Linked DNA regions of Mus musculus: region 2 is linked to region 1. A link is a contact called in public promoter capture Hi-C data. All regions are on one chromosome and are shown on one strand. Each heading gives the region's core, a stretch centred on a gene start, on an enhancer-like site or on the middle of the called end of the contact. The rest is flanking DNA. Distances are from core to core; before and after follow the strand shown.

Region 1 (4,820 bases), core at 683-3,182:
TTTATTGTCTTTCTGTCCTCCTGCCTCCACCTCCTGAGTGAGGGATTACAGGCTTTTTCACATGGATATCAGGCTGGCCTGGCACATCTGTAGAATGGTCTTGTCCTCCTTATAAAAAAATAAAAAGCCTTATAGATATGTGGGCTTCTTTCTGGACTTGCAGTTCTGTTCCAAGGGCTGGTGTGTCTCTTGGCTGTACACTGTCACCAGATGACTCAGTACTGTTGACATAAGGACTGGAGTAAGAAAGCTTAGTAACTGGCCCTACTAAGTACTAAGTACTACAGAAGTTCCCATATAGGGTGGTAGACCTTTCTGCCGACTAGGGAACTATTCTCCTAGGGGCTGTTTCTTCATCTTATGTCAGTGAGCACGTAAAGTCTTTCTGTGCCTTATTTGGTATATGCCGGGCTGCACCCATGGGGGCTTCCATCATTTTTTTCTTATTGGCCTGGAACTCACTATGTAGCCCAGGCTGGCCATGAACTTATAGAGATCCACAAGCCTCTGCCTCCTGAGTGCAGGTGTTAAAGGCACATACCACCATATGTGGCTCCTTGACATTCTAAGCCTGTGTGGCATTAGGTTCTTGTTCTTTATTCAATACCCCAGTGCAAGGTAGTCAACTCTCACCACCCAATAGTGTTTATGGAGACTTTCCCTTTCTCATACCTGCTTCTGCCCAGCTTTTCCCACGGCAGAACTCAGATGGACACTTTCTGACTCAGTCTCCCAAATGTCTCTCTGATAGACTGGCCCTCTTGGTATCCTTGTCTTGGGCCAGATAGACAACTGAGGACTAAGATGGTCCCAGAATAGGCCTCTGGTAACTAGAGGCACTATTGAAGGTAGGGTGACTCCCCCAGAGGGCTGTCATTCAGCGGGGCTTTAGAAGCCAGAAGGGGCTGGCAAAATGGCTCAGCAGGGAGAAGTGCTTTGTGTAGGTCTGTTTAATCCTCAGATCCCACAAAGTTGCAGGAGAAAACTAGACCAAAGGGATATCTTCTGGCCTCCACACGTCCACTATCACATGTATATATGAGCGAGCGAGCAAGCAAGCTAGAGTGTGCTGTTGGCCACCATGACCTATGGCCCAGCTAGCACATGACTGTTGCACTGTCGTTCACCGGACCCTAATTGTCTTTCAGGAGTTTATCCGTGAGGGCTGCCTGCACAAGCTCACCAAGAAGGGCCTGCAACAGAGGATGTTTTTTCTGGTATGTTTCCCACTGTACCCCAAACTGCATCTCCAGTCTGGGGAGGAATCAGTGGATGTAGTTTTGTCAGGAGAGTTGTCCCCCTGACTACCACCCCAGCCCTAAGAAACTTCATCCCAGATGACAGCTCACAGTCACATGGGGAATCAGGAGGGACAGGAAGCAGCCTACCCTGGCCTGTTTGGTCCTATCCCACATTCTGGGAGAACAAGCAGAGCCATCATCAGGATGGCCTATAGAGATGTGCTGGTGGCCCAGTGACAGCCAGGGGTCTCAATGCTAGCCTAAGAACATGGGAACAGAGGACCTGACCATATGTCCTCATCTTCCCAGGCTTTCTTTCCAAGTGCCCCAGACCTGATTCATGCAGGTGAGAAGCTGACTGCACCAGCCAGACCTGGCTGTTCCTACTAGCTAGGCCAGACTAGAGGGGCTAGTGGCTGCCCCCCAATTCTGCTGGCTCATGTGGCTGCTACATACATCTGGTCAAAAAGGATCAAGGAGTGATCTTTTTTTTCCAGCAATCTCCAGTAACTTGCATAGATATGGTAAAAACATAATGGCCGTCTATAGTCATCAGAGTCAAACTATACTTACATTGAAACTTTGTCCCTTGTTTGTAAAGTTCACTTATCTAAAAGGCTTCCCCTCCTCCAGTTCTCAGATATGTTGCTGTATACAAGCAAAAGTGTCACAGGAGCCAGTCATTTCCGGATCCGTGGCTTCCTTCCACTCCGTGGCATGCTGGTGAGTGTCATCGGGCTCGCCTGAGGTTTGTCTTTTAGGTACTGGGCTGGATTTCCATCCCACCTCTCACATACAGTTGCAAGTCTGTGGGATTTTTCCAATGGTGAGCAGGCCACATATTAAGGAAATCTGTTGGATCTTTGCCTCAATTCCTCAAGGCTATTGTTCTTCCTGAACACCAGAATGCACCATATTCAGCCAATGGGCAGCTTTCTGGGTCAGCCTGTGTGGGGCAATGGGCTATGCACAGACAGGCTGGTCTCCAGTCAAGCTGAGGTCTGAACCCCGGTAGAACCTGATGGGTGGTAATTCCCACCTACATGGGACGGAAGGCGTTCCCTCATGTCTCCTCATGTCTGTCTAGACTCTAGCCATGGTCTCCTTTAGCTCCTGACAGTATGCCTACTTTCCCCACAACTTGGAATCAGTTTTGGTAGTCAGCTGTTTCATGTACCATGTAGTTTAAGAATCTCATCCAAAAACACCTGTCCCATGGACAGACACAAGGCCTGTGTTCACTGGACTATGTGTGATTCAAAGTTGCTAGGAGCCTGCATATGTATCTATAAACATGTCTGAAATGGGATAACCACTGGACCTTAACATAATCCAGTTTATCAACTTTGTCTTTGGGTGTTAATGAAAACCCTGGTTAAGGGCTGTAGAAATGGCTCAGTGGTTTTTAGGAGTGCTCACTGCTCTTCCAGATGACACAAGTTCAGTTCCCAGCACCCATGTCAGGCAGCTCACAACTGCCTATAACCAAGGAACTTAATGCCATCTATGGGTACTCTCACACAGATACACACACACACATGGATAAAAATAAATCTTTAAAAAACAAAAGAAGGGCTGGAGAAGGCTCAGTACTTGATTCCCAGCATACACATGGCAGCTAACAACCACCTGTAACCCTAATTCCAGGAGATCCAACACCTCTTATTGTCTTTATAGGCACGGCATGCATGTGATGCAGATATACATGTAGGCACAAGTCCATACACATTAAAAAGAAATCTCAAAACAAATTTCGGAAACAAAATTAAAACCCAATTAAAATCAGAGAGTCAGGAAGATCTAGAGGCTGTCTTCTTTCATGTAGAGCTTGGGACCTGGCCTGAAACTTGTCCCGGAGACATGGAAGGCAAGGGCAGTGAGCATTTCTCCATGGTCCCTGACATCTCAGTGCTGTGGTCCTCTCCTCTCCCCTCCCACCGCCCGCTGTGGTGGTGTCTACTGCTGCAGCAGCAAGCTAGGTCCCTCTTACTGACTCAGCAGGCCTCTGCTCAGCCCGAAGCAGGCATTTGTTAATACGTGACTCTACGTTGATGAACTTAGCAAGGGGCCACCTCTGGAAGACAGCCCCATTGTTTAATGGTTTACTTTTAAAATATACATTCCTATAGGAAAGCCCTGAAAATACAACATAAATATCACCTTGACTCCACTCCAGATTTAGCTATGGTAACTTCTTTGCCAGTTAATGTCCCACAAGCGGCTTTGTGAGTAGTAGTTTTTTTTTCCTCAGTAATTCATCTTGAGCACTCTATTACATTCTCTGACTTCTCTGGTGCAGTAATGGAGACTGGTGACAAACATGAAGCTTGTATGCCCAATCTAATATTCCATTAGGCTAAGTATGGTCTTTTAAGAGTGTATTCCACTGGAGAGATGGCTCAGTAGTTAAGAGCACTGACTGCTCTTCCAGAGGTCCTGAGGTTCAATTCCCAGCAACCATGTGGTGGTTCACAACCACCTTCAATGAGGTCTAATGCCTTCTTCTGGTGTGTCTGAAGAGAGCAATGGTGTACTCACACATAAAATAATCTTAAAACAACAACAAAAAAGAGTGTATACCACATTATTAGGCTTCTGTCTCTCAAACATCTTTTTTTGCTGTGCAAAGCACATGTTGCTTTGAGTCTCTTTGCTTGTCACTGTCCAGCAAGAGCATCAGTCGGCTGCTCACAATGAGTTCTAAATGTGCATGTGTATGGGATACACATGAATGTTGAAGCCCAGGGGTCAAAATCGGGTATCTTTGGAGTTTCCACCCTATTTTTGGGGGGGACAGAGTCTCTTATTGAACCTAGAACTCATCAATTTAGCTAATGGCTAGCCCAGGGGCTCCAGGGATCTAAGTGTCTCTGTCTTCCTAGTACTGGGATTATAGATGTTCATCATACAGCCAGCTTTTTACATGGGACTTGACAATCTTAACTGAGCCATCTGTTCTGACCCAGGTCACAAACACTTTTTGTTAAGTACTAATTACCTTTTTTAGTTTCTCCATAATTTTGTGGAACTTAAAACTCCATCCTGTACAGGTACCTTATTTTGGGATGGCCTTTGACATATGACAACCATTTATGAAGGAATGATTTAAACAGATTGCTGTGGTCAGCCCTTCTCACCATTTCTTTAAGGGCTTTATTTAGCCCTGTTAGGCTAGATATGAGATTGTATTGGCTTTTATTTTTTGGTGTTTGGACATGGTCCTCCTATGCAGCCCCAGTTGTCTTGGGGCTGTGTAGACCAGGCTGGCCTCAGACTCACAGCCAGTATCTGCCTCTGCTGGTATTAAAGGCATGTGCCACCACACACAGTTCTAGCGGCACTTTTTAAAATGTTTTTATTTTTATTTGTGTTTCTATGTATGGGTATGTGCATATATGTACTGGTGTCCTTGGATGCCAGGAGGAGGTATTGGATATCCTGAAGTTGGAGTTACAGATGATTGTGAGCTGCCCAAGTGGATACTAGGAACCAAACTTCAGTCTTCTGAAGAAACAGCAAGCACTCTTAATTGCTGAGCCATGTCTTCATACCTGTTTTTCATTTCTCAGTATGTCTAGC
Region 2 (4,820 bases), core at 922-3,421, 140 kb after region 1:
TCATAGGTTAGGGTGGTAGTGTAAACCTTTAATCCTAGCAGTTGGGAGGCAAAGGCAGGAGAGTTCAAGTCCAGCCTGTCTACAAATGAGTTCCAGAACAATCAGGGCTATGGAAAGGGACACTGACTCAAAAGAAAACAAACAAACAATCCAAGGCCAGGTGGTGGTGGCCCACCCCTTTAATTCCAGCACTTGGAAGGCAGAGGCAGGCAGATTTCTGAAAAGACCAGAACAAACAAACAAAAAACCCAGTTGTTCTTGGTGGCTCATGCCAGTATTTCCCGAGCTTGGGAGGCAGAGGAAGGACGTCTACAAGACCAGCAGACTAAAACAATGCGATGTAGGCCAACAAGGCAATTCAATGAGACATTGTCTCAAAACACACACACAGACACGTGCCTGTGCACACACACCAAAACACCCCAAAGACAAAAATGGTAAATTTTATGTAGTATTTTACGTCGTAAGAGGAAAACTGGGAAAAAAAAATTAGATGTTCAATAACATGCTTAGTAATTTCTTCCCTCATCTAATGAAGCTATTTAATGGTCACTTAAGGCAAGATTTGTGAGACCAAACTGACTACACATGGTAGGCTTTCTCAGGTGCTCAGAGCTCCACCTGAGCTTTTCCAGTCTCGAGGAACCTGCTGTGGACCAAGACTGGCCTTAATAGGATGGATCTGGACGTTGTAAGCAATGTGATCTTATAACCTTTATCAGTGTTTAGTGAGCTAGATTTCTGGAGTTTCCCCGCCCCAATTTGGGCACTGTCTACCCATATACCATGTTAGAACATGGGGAAGCCAACATCAGTCCTTGCAACACTGCCTCATTTTCAACTGTTAACAAAACTTCTGGGGCATGTTCTATGTGAAATTGTTACGGAAACATTCTGGTTGACTTGTAAGATTGTTTAACGTTACTAGGTTTTGTTTTGAACCAGGTCTTAAGGACTGGAGACTTAATGTAACCCTGTGAACTTTCAACAGATACGTGCCATTCCCATCTTTAAATTTTAACACCAAGTACTAAGAGGTGGCAGGATGTGCGAAGTGACTTCCAAGGCAGAGTCCCTTCGCTCGCTGTTCACTCCTGTTGGAAATCACAGGAGAGGACCAACTGAGGGAGTCTCGAAAGCCTTTGGAAGGCGCGGCCCGCACAAGGGCCACCGAGAACCCCCTGGAAAGCCCTTTCCACGGTCATCCCCCGGGCCTCTGCCAGAGTGCAGGATGCGGGAGGTGATCGGTGCCAGTGCCTGGGCCGCAGGACCCCATAGGAAGGCGATGAGGGCTATGGATGCAGGAAGTAGAGCTGCGTGCGCCGGGCCGCACTCCTGCCACACACCTCCGGGCGGGCTTGCCCCGCCGAGGCAAGAGTGGAGAACTGCCCGAAAGCAAAGATCAGGATTAACCTGAGAAGGCGCCCTTGCAGAATACTCCTGAAATTGGCAGGGCCAGCCCAAATCAGTGCGACGCCCGTTGGTGGAGGTGGCGGAGGGGGCCTCCGGCCGCTCTGCCCGAGGCATGGCCGTGCTGGTCCCCAAAGCCGGCGGTCCAAGCCAAGGTCATAAAGCTCCACGACCCGTCCACCTCCCACAGTTACCCTCGGTTAGCCGGCCCCCCACTCCCGGTCCCCGGAGCTCGGCCCGCCGCGCGGCCTCAGTTTCCCCGCGGGCCCCGGCCAGGGCGGGGGCGTGGCGGACCCGGAGGCGGGCCGCGTACCTGTGGAAGGAGACAGCGCGTTTCTCGCCCTTGCCCTGCCTGTTGGAACAGTTCACGGCCGCGCAGCAGATCACCATTGCGGGCCTCGGTCGTGAGCGCCGCCAGGCTCCGATCCTTGCCGCCCGCCCGCTGGCCCGACCCGCCCCGAGGGAGCGCGGCGACACAGCTCGGGACGTGGGCCGCGGCCGAGCCGTACGGCAAGATGGCTGCGCGCTGCCGCCCGCACCACGCTGCGCTCGGACTGCCCGGCCACGGCGCCGGCGTCGCGGCCGCAGCGGGCGGTGAGTCCGTACCGAGACATGCGCGGGTGGCTGTCTGTACGGAAAGATGGCGGCGCCGGAGGAGCGCAGCTCGGGCCGGCTCCCGGGTGTTCCGAAGCGGCGGCGCGGGCCGGGGGCGGGGCGGCCGCGTCCGGTTAGGAACCACACGCGCCGAGGCCCCACCCCCCGCGTGCCCACCGCCGTACGGCGAGATGGCGACGCCCGCGCTTCCGCTGCGCCGCGCTTGGCTGCCGCGGCTTCCCGTCGCCGTGTCGCGCAGTAGTCCGTCGGAGCGACGGCACGGTCAGTCGGCAGCCGGACAGGGAAGATGGACGCAGGTAAGGAGGGCGGACGCCTGCCCTGTCGCGGGCGGGCTCCCGTGGCCGCCCGCTGGGGCGGAGGCCGGTGTGTTGGGCTGGGCGGGCCGCGCCTCCCCGCAGCGCTCAGTACCGGGTTCGCGGGGCCACTCGTCAGCGCCTCGGCCTCCGGCGCTCGGCCGCGGCCCTCGGGGAGCGTCCCAGCCTGTGGGCTCGCGGCTGCGGGCGTGAGGGCAGGGAGTCTGAGGGACGCATCAGGACGCGGGCACCCTGGTGCCCGGAGAGGACCGGTGCGCCGCGAGGGTGGGCCTTGCGGTGTCCATTGAAGAGCCGACCTCTTTAACTTCTGTCAAGTTGTTGGCCGCTGGTCCAGCTACCACAACATGCACATCTTTTGTCTTTGAAGTTCAATAACCTGTGTAGGTGAGCCCCGCTCCTGTTCTGACAGCGGATCAGTCACATGCTACTTTGACTTCTTGAGGTCCTAATACTGGGTTAAGTGTGGGTGGGTTTTGTTTGTTTGTTTGTTTGTTTGTTTTTAACTGACTCTTGCTTCTGAAGCTGGAGAGTGCGGTTCTTTGTTTATGTTGGCCAGAAGTCTTGGAGATGCAAATCTATCAAATAAGTTGTTTGCTAATAGCCCTAAAAATACCCACCCCACCCCATTCCACCCCACCCCACCCCCAACAGAGGTTCTCTCATTCCCTCAGCAGCGTTAGCGGGTTTTTTTTTTTTTTTTTGGTTTTCTTTTTCTTTTTTCCTTTTTTTAATTTAAGAGCGACCTGCCTTCAAGAATCCACTCCTTTGTGAAGGAGTCCTGCTACCTGATTTCATTGTACTTTTCTTGAATGGCGTTGCTTTTGATGGTTTTCTTCTGACAGCTGTGTTAGAGAAGTAGTCGGCTCTTACTTGGGAGTAATGCCTACAGTTAATACACATTTCAGCAGTTTATGGCATCCGTAGCTGGAGGAAGCAGGAACGTTGACTCCCCAAGATGCATGAGCCAGGTGTATATTTTTTTAAGATAATTCATTTTTTTTTTTTTTTTAGAATGAATAACTGAAGCTGTCACACCACAGTGCCTCTTGGAGGTGTGGAATGGGATAATACATTGAATTACTTAATTATCCTCTCCCCCACTTTTTTTTTTAAAGACAAGGCCTCACTGTTTAGTCTTGTCTAATATGTAGACCATGCTGACCCAAGACTCACAGAAATATATCTGCTTGCTTGTACATCCCCAATGCTGAAATTAAGTGGGTGTTTAATGCTGCTGTGAGATCAAACTCAAAAGACATCTGTGTTTGAAGACTTGTGTTAATGGTGATAAAACACTTTTTTTTAAATACAGTATGATGGTGCAATTTTTCTCCTGATATAATTCTGGGTGGCATTTTATGATCTACCTTCTGATCTCCCACCACCCTTGTAATGTTGCTTCTGGTTATTCTTATAATTGTGTGTGCTGTGTTTGTGTGTTTTCTCTCTCTTTCTCTCTCAGCAGTATCTCTCCACAAAACCCTCACTGTACTAGAACTCAGGATGTAGATCAGGCTGGCCTTGAAGTGCTGGACTTAAAAAGTGTGAGCCATCCTGCCCTACCTACCTTGATCTTTTTATAAACTACATTTGTTATTGGGTATCAGGAGTTTCAATCTAGACATTGGACTAGAAAAATGGACAAAGGAAAAGAAATGCTGTCTGAGGCCCCTGACATTCTCTACAGGAGACCAGAAGTATATAGGCCTGGATGGTGCTTATATGGGAGAGTGATGTGGGCTAGGTTATAGGTGACTGGAACTGTAGCAGGATGGACAAAAACAAATCTCACTTTGGAAGCATATTTAAAGGTTTTTTTGGATAATTCATTATTTTCCCCTTCCCCTACTCCCCTCCATCCCATCTTAAGTACACCTACCCCATGCTCTGTGAAAGTACATTCTTGTCGAGACTAAACCAAAAACTAAACCAAAAACAAAGTGGCATGGAGGTTCATGCCCCAGGAGTTCAGTGAGCTGGAGGACTGGAGAGATGGTTCAGTGGTTAGAGAACTAACTTACTGGTCTTCTAGAAGACCAGTTCAGTTCCTAGTACCTATGTTAGGTAGCCCATAATCCCCGGGACTCTAGTCCAGGGGACCCAGTGCCTAGGGCACCACACTCACATGCCCACATGCAGACATGTGCCTACACTGTTGGTTGGTTTTGGAGATGGGTTTCTGTGCAGCTCTGGCTGTCTTAGAACTCACTCTGTAGGTCAGGCTGGCCTTGAACTCAGAGATCTGCTTGCCCTGCCCCAGAGTGCTGAGATTAAAGTCATGTGCTACCTCCCTCCTCCCACACCCAGTTTAGGTTTTTGTTGTTGTTGTTTAAGTTTCACCAAAGATGGTGAAAGATGATTTAGGTTCAGTCATGAATCCTTGCTGGGTCACTGTGAGGACTCACAAGTTTATTCTGAGTAGGACTCCTTGGGAGGTTTTGAGATGAGTATGTGAAATTTAACAGACTTGCTATGGGATTT

The links. Promoter capture Hi-C pulls out the DNA fragments that hold promoters and counts their contacts.
Region 2: a promoter capture Hi-C map of the HPC-7 cell line shows a contact between it and region 1, with 2.7 times the contacts expected there. The contact joins the promoter of Atg4b here to the enhancer-like site in region 1. A contact is called at or near these places in 18 of 39 promoter capture datasets (the 3T3-L1 cell line, 3T3-L1-derived adipocytes, the C10 cell line and 14 more), 5 of 115 datasets of contacts at active chromatin or transcription factors (bone marrow-derived macrophages, embryonic stem cells and intestinal villus epithelium) and 3 of 9 other capture datasets (adipose tissue, liver and pancreatic islet).

The regions. Positions count from the first base shown.
Region 1 is chr1:93,611,244-93,616,063 of GRCm38.p6, forward strand. It overlaps Farp2 (FERM, RhoGEF and pleckstrin domain protein 2), which reads left to right. Exons shown (of 27, transcript NM_145519.2): 20 at 1,149-1,217; 21 at 1,875-1,964. Among named protein-coding and RNA genes, the nearest start is that of Stk25, 22 kb to the right of the region's middle. Within about 2 kb of position 1,933, at least 1 of the 459 cell types and tissues checked has an H3K27ac peak or open chromatin away from gene starts, as enhancers often do. A contact at or near this core is called in the HPC-7 cell line, where this site is marked.
Region 2 is chr1:93,752,734-93,757,553 of GRCm38.p6, forward strand. Atg4b (autophagy related 4B, cysteine peptidase) reads left to right here and starts at 2,172. Exons shown (of 13, transcript NM_174874.4): 1 at 2,172-2,321. The coding sequence starts at 2,312. It overlaps Thap4 (THAP domain containing 4), which reads right to left and starts at 2,105. Exons shown (of 6, transcript NM_025920.3): 1 at 1,724-2,105. The coding sequence starts at 1,800.